2 separate regions of the Zea mays genome follow, and region 1 is linked to region 2. A link is a contact called in public Hi-C data. All regions are on one chromosome and are shown on one strand. The core of a region is the stretch at or near the end of the contact, and the rest is flanking DNA. Distances in the headings are between cores, read along the strand shown.

Evidence for each region. Hi-C and Micro-C count contacts between places; a contact is called where the count stands out from the background.
Region 1: a Hi-C map of leaf shows a contact between it and region 2, with 5 times the contacts expected there. The contact joins the promoter of LOC103629174 here to the enhancer-like site in region 2. A contact is called at or near these places in 3 of 25 Hi-C or Micro-C datasets (ear, leaf and tassel).

What each region holds. Positions count from the first base shown.
Region 1 is chr6:33,465,645-33,471,272 of Zm-B73-REFERENCE-NAM-5.0, forward strand. LOC103629174 (trihelix transcription factor GT-3b) reads right to left here and starts at 4,276. Exons shown (of 2, transcript XM_023300439.2): 1 at 2,915-4,276. The coding sequence starts at 4,050. The coding sequence ends at 3,043.
Region 2 is chr6:33,311,566-33,317,263 of Zm-B73-REFERENCE-NAM-5.0, forward strand. No RefSeq gene overlaps it. Among protein-coding and RNA genes, the nearest start is that of LOC103629174, 160 kb to the right of the region's middle. Within about 2 kb of position 2,621, at least 11 of the 20 cell types and tissues checked have an H3K27ac peak or open chromatin away from gene starts, as enhancers often do. A contact at or near this core is called in ear, leaf and tassel, where this site is marked.

The sequences.
Region 1 (5,628 bases), core at 3,026-5,525, 160 kb after region 2:
ACCAAGATGGCTTTAGTTTACTGATTTGCAGCCACACCGCACCCCGAGACCCGAGTACACCAGGCTAGGCTAGGCTAGGGTTCATCTTTCATATATATATATACTGCCAAGAAACTGGCACTGTAGTATCCTTTTGCAGCTGCTACTTGCTGCTAGCTACCTAGTACGAAATTAGGAGGCTAGTCTACAATTAGTAACCACAAAATATCCATCATCAAGTATTCATCAGATCAAAGTATAAAATCAGACTGACATCAGGAGAGCGTGAGTTCCTCACACACCACAGGCACTAGCAGATGCATGTGCATATATAAAGGCATGCATGGACACAAGCTAATTAGCTGAATCCACAATATATAGAGTTGATAACCAAGTTGGAATTTTTTTTATAAAAAGGATAATTATACTGATACAGCTGCAGACTGCAGCGTCGTTAACCGATCAAATGGCCAGAAAATTATTATCACAAGACGTACGTCCATTCGTTGTGTCGGGCTGAGGCTAAAGCCAAGCAAATACTGACAAGCGACGTTTCCTCTGATTGCCCGTTGCCATTGTGAACACTCAACATGAGCGCGCTCATCAAAGGTGAACAGTGAACACGACATGATGCCCAGAAAAAGGCTAGCTAGTTGGACGTATATATATGCTTATAGATATATACTATTAGGTCACGGAAACACGATAAGTTGATGTCACTTGCCCGTCATTATGATCTCAATAATTATCTGCACAAGTAACTCATAAATATGAAAATGCTGCTTCATGATGTAAGATAACAGATTACTATATATATCGTTGTTGTTTATCCTCCTGTGTGTGTGACACTGTGTGCACGCGCACGCGCGCGTGCATGCATGTATCTTAGTTTTTGTTTCTAGTGTCATGCATGAACTCACATGGTCATGCATGCTAGTAGCAAACTAACAAATGAAACTGAGACCACCAGCTTCCCCGACAAGTTGTTGTTATGACCACACGCACACTATCAAGTATCATCAACAAGGTTAGCAGCAGGTAGCATATGCACTAAAGTTTACAGCAAGCAGGCCAGAGGTCTGGACCTCAAAAGTCTTCTTATATGTATATGCAGTTGATACCATGCATTTGGCTTTCACCCAAAGGATTCGCACAAGCCACACTGGCAGTTTTCCTTGAAAGAAATGGCAGTTCTATTTACGTATCTACTGATGACAAAAGCACAGATCTAGCTAGCTAGCTTTGATGGATTTTATTAGCGTATGAATGATGACTGAACCCACATATACAAACGTATAAATAAACATTAATTGTAGAAGAGAACCTGACATCACTTGCTGGTCAACTAGCTACGCCCCCCCCCCCCCCTCTCAAATAATATAATGTAGTGTAAGTATAATATAGTAATGTATAGGGCCAGCAAATTCATTCTCGGCCGAACACGCATATGGTGCGCGTACACATGTAACGCGGTTTCATACTACGACGCTTTTACGCACACACTGTGCATGCATGCTGATGGGTTCATACTAACCACACGCATGCGCGCGCGCGGCGCGCCCACTGTCTGCAAGAGACGCCATGATGCATTCCACGACACGCGGTTCACACATCATTAGGGAGGAGATGATCATGTAATTGACACTAGTTATTATCGTTTCAAACACAAGCAAGCACACCTCATAGAGATTAGAGACTAGATGCTGATTAGCTAGTTGCTACTTTGGTTGGTCGTGTGTATATATGCAGCAGTAGTGGCTTCTACTGGACACCTCTGACTTTTTTTCCCCTAAGGTAGAAGAGTATGCATATGCAACGGGAAGGCCGCAGGGGCATCGATACCCTTCCCTCGATCCTTCCTGTATGATAAGCTAGCGCAAAGCAAAGCAAAGCAGGCTCCTGCACCCTCTACCAGCAACCATGTGCTTCTAGCTAGTATCCACCATGCATCCTCTCTCTCTCCCTTTCTTGATCATCTATCCTAGCCGGCCAGTCCAATCCTACAACTTTTCAGATGCAAATCTCTTTTCGCTAGTGAGATGCATATCTTTACCCATGCAACTGAAGAGAGAGAGAGAGGAAACGGAGCAAGATCTTGCGGCTACTAGGCCGTGTCGCTCAAAAGCTACGCAGGGCCTGCAGAGACATATCACCACACACACCCGTTTTCGAGTGGATCGGAAAAGCACCGACCATGGTGCGGGAGGTCCTACGGATCATCTTGTAAAGACTAAAGACGACGGAGGAAAGAGGAGGCCTCGAGATCGATCTCTATATATGGGGAGAAGTACCAAGGAGAAGCTAAGAGCATGCATCCATCCTTCCGATCCATGCACTTGTAAAGCCAGAAAAAGCTCAATAAGCCGATCCTGAAGCTGAGGATATGATGAAATTAGCTAAGCCTACTTATAGTATCAGTGATGGCTACTAAACAAATATGAGATTGCATGCATGGTGAGCTGCAATATATAGATCATGAAACCCTTTTCACCACCTACCTAACAAGCATATATATATGCCATGTATACACATCACCTCATGCATGCATTCTAGCAGAGAAACCCTAATCAACAAAGATCATGGGGGTGATGCATGGACATGGATGGATTGATCGATCACTGCACCGGTGGTCGATGTCCATCTAAATATGTAAAGTAGAGTAGCTATCCGGCCGACGATGCGCACGCTTCGCGGTGAAACATCGTTTTTTTTTCCTTCTCCTGAGCAAGAATCCAACAAACAAGTAGTGCCACGCATCAGAAGAAGATTTATATGATCGATCGACTAGCTAGTGCTAGCTAGCAGTAGATCGATCGATCGATCGATCGACGCATGGAGGCTTATGCATGATGGAGGTAGCTAGCTTTGGTGAAGTTGTGCACTACGGATGATGAGCGAGTAGGAGTAGGGCGTGCGTGGGTTGTTTGGTCCGTACCGGTGGGCGGGGGGTCGAAGGATTCGCCGATTCGGATGGACGAGCTGGTCGCGTGGCGCGCGCGCGCGAGGGAGACCATCGATCGATGGATGATGCATCATGCATGCCGATCGACGCAGCACGACACGTCAGCAGTCGGCGCCGCCGAGCTTGGCGAGCAGCGCGGCGACGAGCTGGTGGCGGCGCTCCTCGCGCTCCTCTGCGCGCGCGCGCAGGGCGTCCTCGCGCTCCCGCCAGCGGCGCACGAGCGCGAGGCGCTCCTCGCCCAGCGCGACCATGGCGGCGCGCCACTCCTCCTCGCGCGCCCGGCGCTCGGCCTCGCGCGCCTCGGCGGCCTCCGCCCAGCGCTCCTCCATCTCGGCCTGCCGGCGCATGAACTCCCGCAGCATGGCCTCCACCTCGCCCTGCCCCGCCGCGGCCCTAGCGGCGGCGGCGCGCGCCTGCTTCCGCCTGCGCTTCTTCGCGCCGGCCCTGCCGCCCGCGTCCGCCGCAGCAGGCAGGCCCCCGCCGGCCTCCTCGTCGCCCGCCGCGGCCTCTTCGTCCTCGTCCTCTTCGTCGTCGTCAACATCGGCGGCGTCGTCCCCCTCGCCGGCGCCTTCGTCGTCCAGCGCCGCCGCCGCCGCCGTGCGGACGCCCTTGCCCTTGGCCCTCTTCCTCTCCAATGCCTGCGCGCGCTCGGCCCTGGCGTCGAATATCCGCCGCACCTCGTCGTGGAACGGGAACTGCGGCCTCGGCTGCTGCTGCTGCGCGGAGGCCGGGTCGGCCGCGGCGGCGGCGGCGGCGGCCTCGGTGCCCTTGAACCTGGTGACGAGGTTCTTCCACTTGGACTTGCACTGGTCCGGGGTGCGCGCGAAGCCCTGCGCGTGGAGGCGCGCGGAGACGGCCTCCCAGAGCGCCTTGTTGCGCTTGGTGGTGAGGAAGGAGTGATCGAGGTCGGCGCGCACGGCGAGGAAGGCGGCCGTCTCGGCGTGGGACCACTGCGGGAGGCGCTCCCGCTCGAGGCTCGCGCTGGAGGCGGCGGAGACGGAGGGCAGCTGCGGGGGCGGGGGCGGCAGGGGAAAGTGCGGCGGCGACGGGGAGAGGAGCGGGTGGTAGGGATTGGAGAAGGAGCTGTTGAGGTGGTGGAAGGGATCCATGGCGGAGGCGCGCGGTGGGGATGGTTGGATTTGGACGCGGGGGGAGGGAGACGGAGGACGGCGGCAAAAGTGGAGCGGAGGGATGATGTGATCGAGGCCAAGGGCGGCGTGCGGGCGGTCAGGTCAGTGGTGGGAATTGGGATGGAAATGGAAGTCAAGAGCAGGAGAGGAGAGGAGAGACAGCCGGGTTGGCCTTGGCCTTGCCGCACACGGGACCAAGACCAGTAGACCACCACCAAGAGAAGGCAGAGAAAGAGAGGTGTTGTTGGACGCCTGCTGCTGGGGTGCTGGGTTTCAACGCGGAAACGGCTTGCTTTCATATTGCTTTTTCTTCGCAAGATCTGGATCCTATGCGCCGCTCGCCCTGCCTTCATTCATGCTTCACGCCACACCAATAATCAGTCCCCACGTAATCCTGCGCATTCTACCCAGTCCTAACCTAAGACACTATTTATAGTCATTTCCTCTCCAGTACAAAAATTAATATTATTAAACTAAATTTAATACTCTTCTTCTTTGGGATATCGTGTTGAAACAAAGTCTTATGCAAAACACATCTTTCTTCGTTTATTGTTTGCCACATCATATTTTAGGCTATGTGGCAGCTAAATTAATGCTATAGAAACTGGATGACGTGAAGGGTTGGAACTGCTCTAAGGGCTCTTTTGGAACAAAGAGAAACTTCTTGAATCCTACATTTATCTTGTGTTTTTGAACTAATTCCTGTAAAATTTCTATACCATTCCTATGAAATTCCCGCGTTCCAAATATCGAGTGGATATCTCACTTTGATCAACGTTTTAAGTCCCTCTTTGGCAGGGCTTAAGCTCCTCTAAAAACATCTCTAGCTCTAGCTCCGCTCGTTCATATTGGCTTCTCCGGAGGAGCAAGAGCCATTTTGCAATTCATTTGGCAAAACAACTTCTCCCGTGTGTTCTTTAGAATGGTGTACGAGGAAAATGTCCATAGTGTCCATGTCTCATTTTTTGGTTGTACATGTATAAGAGGCATAGTTGTATTATGTACGAATATTAGAACATCAAACATGGTCATATTGTACATAAGATTGTGTCATACTTTTCAAATTTATACATCCATATAGGCAATTTCATACATCATGTTCAAGAAGACCTAAAAAGAAAGATTGTTTTTGCAATGCCATCATGAAATCTATCCATGGAGCGATCGTTGGAGTACAGACATTATATGTCGGATGCATTTCTATATCTAGATGGAATGGTTGGCACGCATTTGGGGTTGTGATTGAAAGGGAAATGGACTTAATCATTTCCTATAATCGATTTTGGTGATTGACGACCAACACAAACCACGTGGACTAACTAGTTTGTCTAGATGTCATTTATCTCAGGTGCATAGGGTTCAACACAAACCAAGAAAGAAATTCAGTTAGGGACTCAATCAAAAATTGGAGCAAGACTGAGAGTGTGCTGCCAAGTGGCGCACCAGACACTGTCTGGTGTGCACCGACACATGTAGCCAGCGAACCAGCCACTCTCGGGTTTCTTCTGGGCACGCTCCACTAAAATTCACCGGACTGTCCGGTGAGCCAGCGGAGCA
Region 2 (5,698 bases), core at 1,371-3,870:
CTAGATGTAGTTTGTCTGGTCACAGATTTGAAGCCAGGATTGTGGGATAATTTTATGTACTGCTCAAAAGCAGAGGACTCAGCAAAATTTAGAGGAAGATCAAGCCTGGCAATCAACCTACACATCTCTGTTCTAGCACGATGGGGACAATAATCAAAATTACGAACAGAACCATCAGGGTTTAACTTAATCATGGACTGCTTGCCCATCCTAGCATGTTTTACTTTGCAATCACGTTGATGCCTAAGCAAATGGCCAGTACCACTAGAAGACACAGCAGACAAAGTTTGTTTGCACCAGTGACACTTCCCACCAGTCCTTACCCTCTTGCCGTTCTTAATCGTGTACACAGGCTCAAAATCATCCCATACCTTTGAGGTGTTACACCTCTTGCGGTCGCTGGAGCCCTGACCAACCTCAGCAGGAGCTTCTGCGCCTAGGCCAGCGCCAGATTCCCCGACGGCGAGGTCGATAGGAACTGCAGCACTACTACCACTGCCACTAGCATGGTCGGTAGTGGTAGTAGCACGGCTCTCAGGGACTCCAGGTTCTCCGAGCAGCCTCAAATCGTGGTTGATGGAGCGACTAATGTCACCACCACCGTCCTCCATCGCCGACGCGTCGGTTCCTCACGGCCTACAAACAAAAGTGACGCGGAGATGTTAGCTACTGGCCTACTGCTACTGGCTACTGCCTACAACAGATCCGACTATGGTGAGGTCGTGAGGAGGAGGTGTTACCTACGCGGCTTAGGAATGAAGCCGGTCTGCCGGAGCACCGATTCCGTCGACGATGGGCCACAAAAGAGACACCAAAGAAGACAGAGATGGAGAGAGATCCTTGCAGAGGACTAGAGGAGACACAGAGACGCGGGGAAGAAGACGGAGAGGAGGCGGATCCACGGAGAGGCGGGGAAGAAGACAGAGAGGAGACAGAGACAGATACCGTGACCGTGGAGAGGCGTGGGCGTGCGACGGAGACGGATCCACGGAGACGGGCGGCGCTACGGACCCACGGTCCACGGATCCACGGAGATGGGCGGCGCAACGGACGCACGGATCCACGGAGAGGCGGGGAAGAAGACGGAGAGGAGACAGAGACAGATACCGTGACCGTGGAGAGGCGTGGGCGTGCGACGGAGACGGATCCACGGAGACGGGCGGCGCTACGGACCCACGGTCCACGGATCCACGGAGAGGGGCGGCGCAACGGACGCACGGATCCACGGAGAGGGGCGGCGCCACGGAGAGGGACGGATCCACGGAGAGGCGCGCGGTGGAGAGGCGCGCTGGAGAGTGGAGACTGGAGATTAGGGTTAGGGTTTCGGGGAAGAGAAATGCGGCTGGGGGCGGGGGCGGCTGGGGCCTGGGGCAACGGATGTGGGCAAGGGCATGTGGCGCTCGCCTCGCGTAGGCTTTAAGCTGCCTGCGCTGCGTGACCGCGGTCCGCCGTCCGCGAATGTGGCCTGTGTACTGCTACTGGGCTGGGCTGTGCGCAAGTTAACAGATACGGGCTCTAACCGGGCCTGGGCTAAAATCCGTGCCGTGCCGTGCTAGCCCAACGGGCTGAATAGTGTGCACGAGCCCGGCACGCCTATTCGGGCCGGGCTGGCACGGACCCGGTTAAAACGGGCCGGACCGGGCTCGTGCCGGGCCTAGGAAGCGTGCTTTCGTTCGTGCTTTCGTGCCGCGGGCTTTCTGTACATCTATAGTTAGCCCCTCTAACTTTCGACGGGCACGCTGGCTTTAACTTTCGATGGTGCCGTCTAAATTTATTCTAATTTTCGACCGGCTCTTTTCGAGAGTGTAACTTCTGACTATTTAAGCTCTAGAAATTTTATTAGTTTCTTATAGTGGCAAACCTCTTGGAAGTTGGAACACACATCACTCAAACATGCAGCAGCAGCCGTTTGAGAGCCGTCAGTAACATTCATCATCCATGAAGGTGGTGTAAATAAGCACTGTAGCTTTCATGGCGATCAGAAGATCACCCTGGCAGTAATCAGTAGACTAGTGTTTCTCCTTCGATGTTCTGATGGAGACTTGGTAATAACTTATCATGACGTCGGAGACGCCCTCGCACGCTCCATATGCGTGCGCTCCCCTGTTACCTACCTAGACCTTGACGATGGTCGCTTTCCCGTTCTTCTTCTTCTTGACCTTGAGGCGGATCTTACGGGCGCCGCCGTCGTCCGCTGGGCCAGCGGCGGCGGCGTTGTCCGCGGACGCGGCGAAGGACGTGGACGCTTCGTCCTCGGGCTTGGGCTCCTTGAGGCCCTTCAGGAGCAGCTCGGGCACCACCCAGTTGGACACGAAGTAGAAGAGCAGCATCAGGGCACTGACCGGGACGAGCGAGGAGACGTCGCCGGTGTCGGCGGGCGAGCCGGGCACCAGCTTGGGGCTCAGGATCTCGCTGATGACCTCCGCCGAAGGCAGGGCCCGGATCCTGCCGCCGGCGCGCGGCTGCCGGTGCCGCAGGCCCGCCGCTCCGACCCTCCGCCGCTGGCCATGCGCGGGAGCAGCTGCTGCTGCTGCTGGGCGCTGCAGGGAGTGGGAGGTGAGCGCTGCCGTCTCCATGGATAAGAAAGGAGATGTTTTTAGCTAGTGAGCAGTGAGCACTGAGCAGTGAGCCTGAGCGAGCACCGCAGCCTCTTGGACGGATTAGATAACGCAACGCGCCTTATCTGCTACTGCGAATGCTCTACGCGCCCGCCATTCTTCTTTTTATTTGGTGTTAATTTCAAAGCCTGAACAAGCATTTTCCGGCCCAGCTCCGATCGGCACGTGGGCCATTTCGAGCTAAATCCCAGCTAGTATCACTTGAAGCCAGTTTCATTATTGGGCCTTAGAAATAAATTGTAAATTTTCTTCCACACATTAGTTATTGGTAATGTATACCTCTATCTCTGTCTATACTATATTAAAACAACAGTTTCAACGACCTTTCTACCTCACCCTTCCCTCTTAAGGCAAAAATAAAATAAAATTAGGGAAAAGCTAACGGACGCGCGCGTGTTTCTGTGGCTGTTTGTGCTCGCCTTGTGCGCCGTCCGATCGGGGTTCCTTTTCACTGTTTGATTTTGGTATTCTCGCGCCTCTTCACTTTCCCATTTTGTCGCATGTGTCACAGAAGCAGGCAAGCAGCTGTCCTCTTCACCTCCTTTTCCTTGTCTCGCTCGGTCGCTTCCCACTGCTGCTGCGCGCGCGCCGTCGTCGCTCCCCACTGCTGCGCGCGTCGTCGTCGCTCCCCACTGCTGCGTGCGCGCCGTCGTCGCTCCCCAGTCCCCACTGCTGCCGCGCGTGCGCCGTCGTCGCTCCCCAGTCCCGCTGCGCGCGCGCCGTCGTCGCTCCCCACACTGCTGCCGCGCGCGCGATGAGTTGTAGTCGCGGGCGAGGTGGCTCCGACGAGGTCCATGGAGGTGGTCGAGGCGGCTGTGACGGGATCCATGGCGGAGGGCGAGGAGGCTCCGTCGAGGTCCATGTTGGAGGGCGAGGAGGCCCCGACTGGATCTATGGCGTGGGGCGAGGTGGCTCCGACGAGGTACATGGCGCGGGTCGAGGCAGCTGCGATTTCGACGAGGTCCACATCGGAGGGCAAGGGGGCCCCGACTGGATCTATGGCAGGGGGCGAGGTGGCTGCTGCAGGATATATGGCGGGGGAGGGGGAGGCCCGATGGGATCCATGGCCAGGGGTGGTGGAGGTGGCTGCGACGGTATCCACGGCAGAGGGCGAGGAGGTCCCGACGGGATCCATTTTTGCTGTCCGGCGACAGCAACCTGTGGTGAAGCAGGCGGGTCTGGAGTTCCACTGCGCGAAGATTGTGTCCCGGCCTCTGGTGGCACTGTCGATCCGGTGAGGGTGCTCTTCGTTTTACTTCATCTTTCCTGTGCTCGAGTATATTTTCCTAGTTCTACTGTTTTTTTTGGGATGTTCAGTATGGAGTGTGTGTTCTTCTGTTTCTATTAGCAAAGGAACAAATCATGCAATTCTAGTTAAAATTTGTCCCAGTATATTTGAGGATAGCATAGGTATTGTTGAAATTTATATATAGTTAATGCATGCAATTTTGAAGTTGTAATTTAGCATTGAAATCTATGTGCGATGTCTGTGCCTTGATGGAGATGAATGAGTGTGAGATGTCTGTGCGAACTGTGATGTGGTTCTTTTTATAAAGGAAAGCTAGGTTGCTGCCTGGATTCTCTCTTGGATCCATCAGCCAGGGATTCAGACTTACATATATATGTTGCAGCTATGTCTGGTACTATATAAATAGGCAATGGAAAAAACGATTCAGTATAGCCGTATATATAGGAACAACACTGTAACTGAAGAACAGTGGCAAGTGTTGTGATCTTTCCTGTGAAGCAGCAGACAGCTCCTACTTTCTTTGTGGTGATGGTGCATACTAATGCAGAGAGGGACAGAGAGAACCAAGAGCTGCTACAGATTAAAGAACTGAATTGGGTGTATTCTAGAATGTTGTTCAGGGATTTGGAATAAAAGGAGCCTGATGGAGGAAGCTTGAACATTTTTTAGGCTCATCTGCTCCTAGAACTGGACAGGATGATGTCCTGGTCAATTATTAACTCCATTAACTTGCTGCTACTGTTGGGTTATTCCTGTCCTGGTTCATTAAATTGCCATTGTTGATTATACACTAGCTACTAGCTGCATCTTTCTGATTCATGCGAGCATATTGAGGCCTGTCTTGTCTCTTGGTCTGCAAGCTAGGAGGCAAAGTGGCTTCAGAGCTACAAAAAATGATTTTATATGGGATGGAGCTGCAGACTTTAATTATAGTCGTGGAGCAGCACATACGTGTATTTTTGTTTTTTCAGTTTTTTGGTTGAATTTTTACCTTATGTTATCTCATGTTATGGTCCCTTAGGAGTTCTTTTGTTGGGAGTAGGTTCCATTACATCCAGGATTTGCATCCATTGTGAAACTCTTTTTGTGTTTATTGTTTAGGTATATAATCTAAGTTAGCTAAGTATAGTTGTTTGGAGTTATAAAATGTATTTTCTCAGTATATTTAGTTCTTGGAAATTGTTTATTTATATTTAGTTTTTTATTCACAATTTTTTTGTTATTTTTCCAGGGCATCATTTCCTCTCCTATGGTTAAGTTGATTGAAACTTTTGCTGTTTTTTGCAAGTATCAGGTAGTTTGTTCTTTTTTATCTTATTTTTTTCTGTACAAGTTCTCAATTGTATATTTTTTATATGCAGTTTTTTTCATGTGGTTATTGTTTATTTTTTTGTTTTATAAATTTGTTTTTTATTTTTTTATCTCTAGAGAGCTGCTTATAGGGAGAAGGTGTTAATTGAAGCAGAGAAACAATTTCTGCATGATTTCACTTTTTTCAAGGAAAAGTTATTAGTTGATTTTGGCCAAATAATGGATGTCGAATGCATTGATAGTACTTGCCAAGTTCTGTGTGACAAGGTTAGGGGTTGTTGTTCAATTTGCAAGTCAAGGTGTACTGAAGCTATCATCGATTCTCTAAAAATTTTGGCTGAAGCAATGACTATTAAGCATCAGAAGTTTTTGAATTCCAACAACCTTCTGGCGAAAGATATGGATATTAAGTCAGATGAGAAAGCTACCAAAATTGATACCAATGTGCAGCCAGTTGATGTTAAGTCAAATGAGAAAGGGACTGGTGTGGGCATTGTTGAGGCTTCTCATGGAAAAGGTC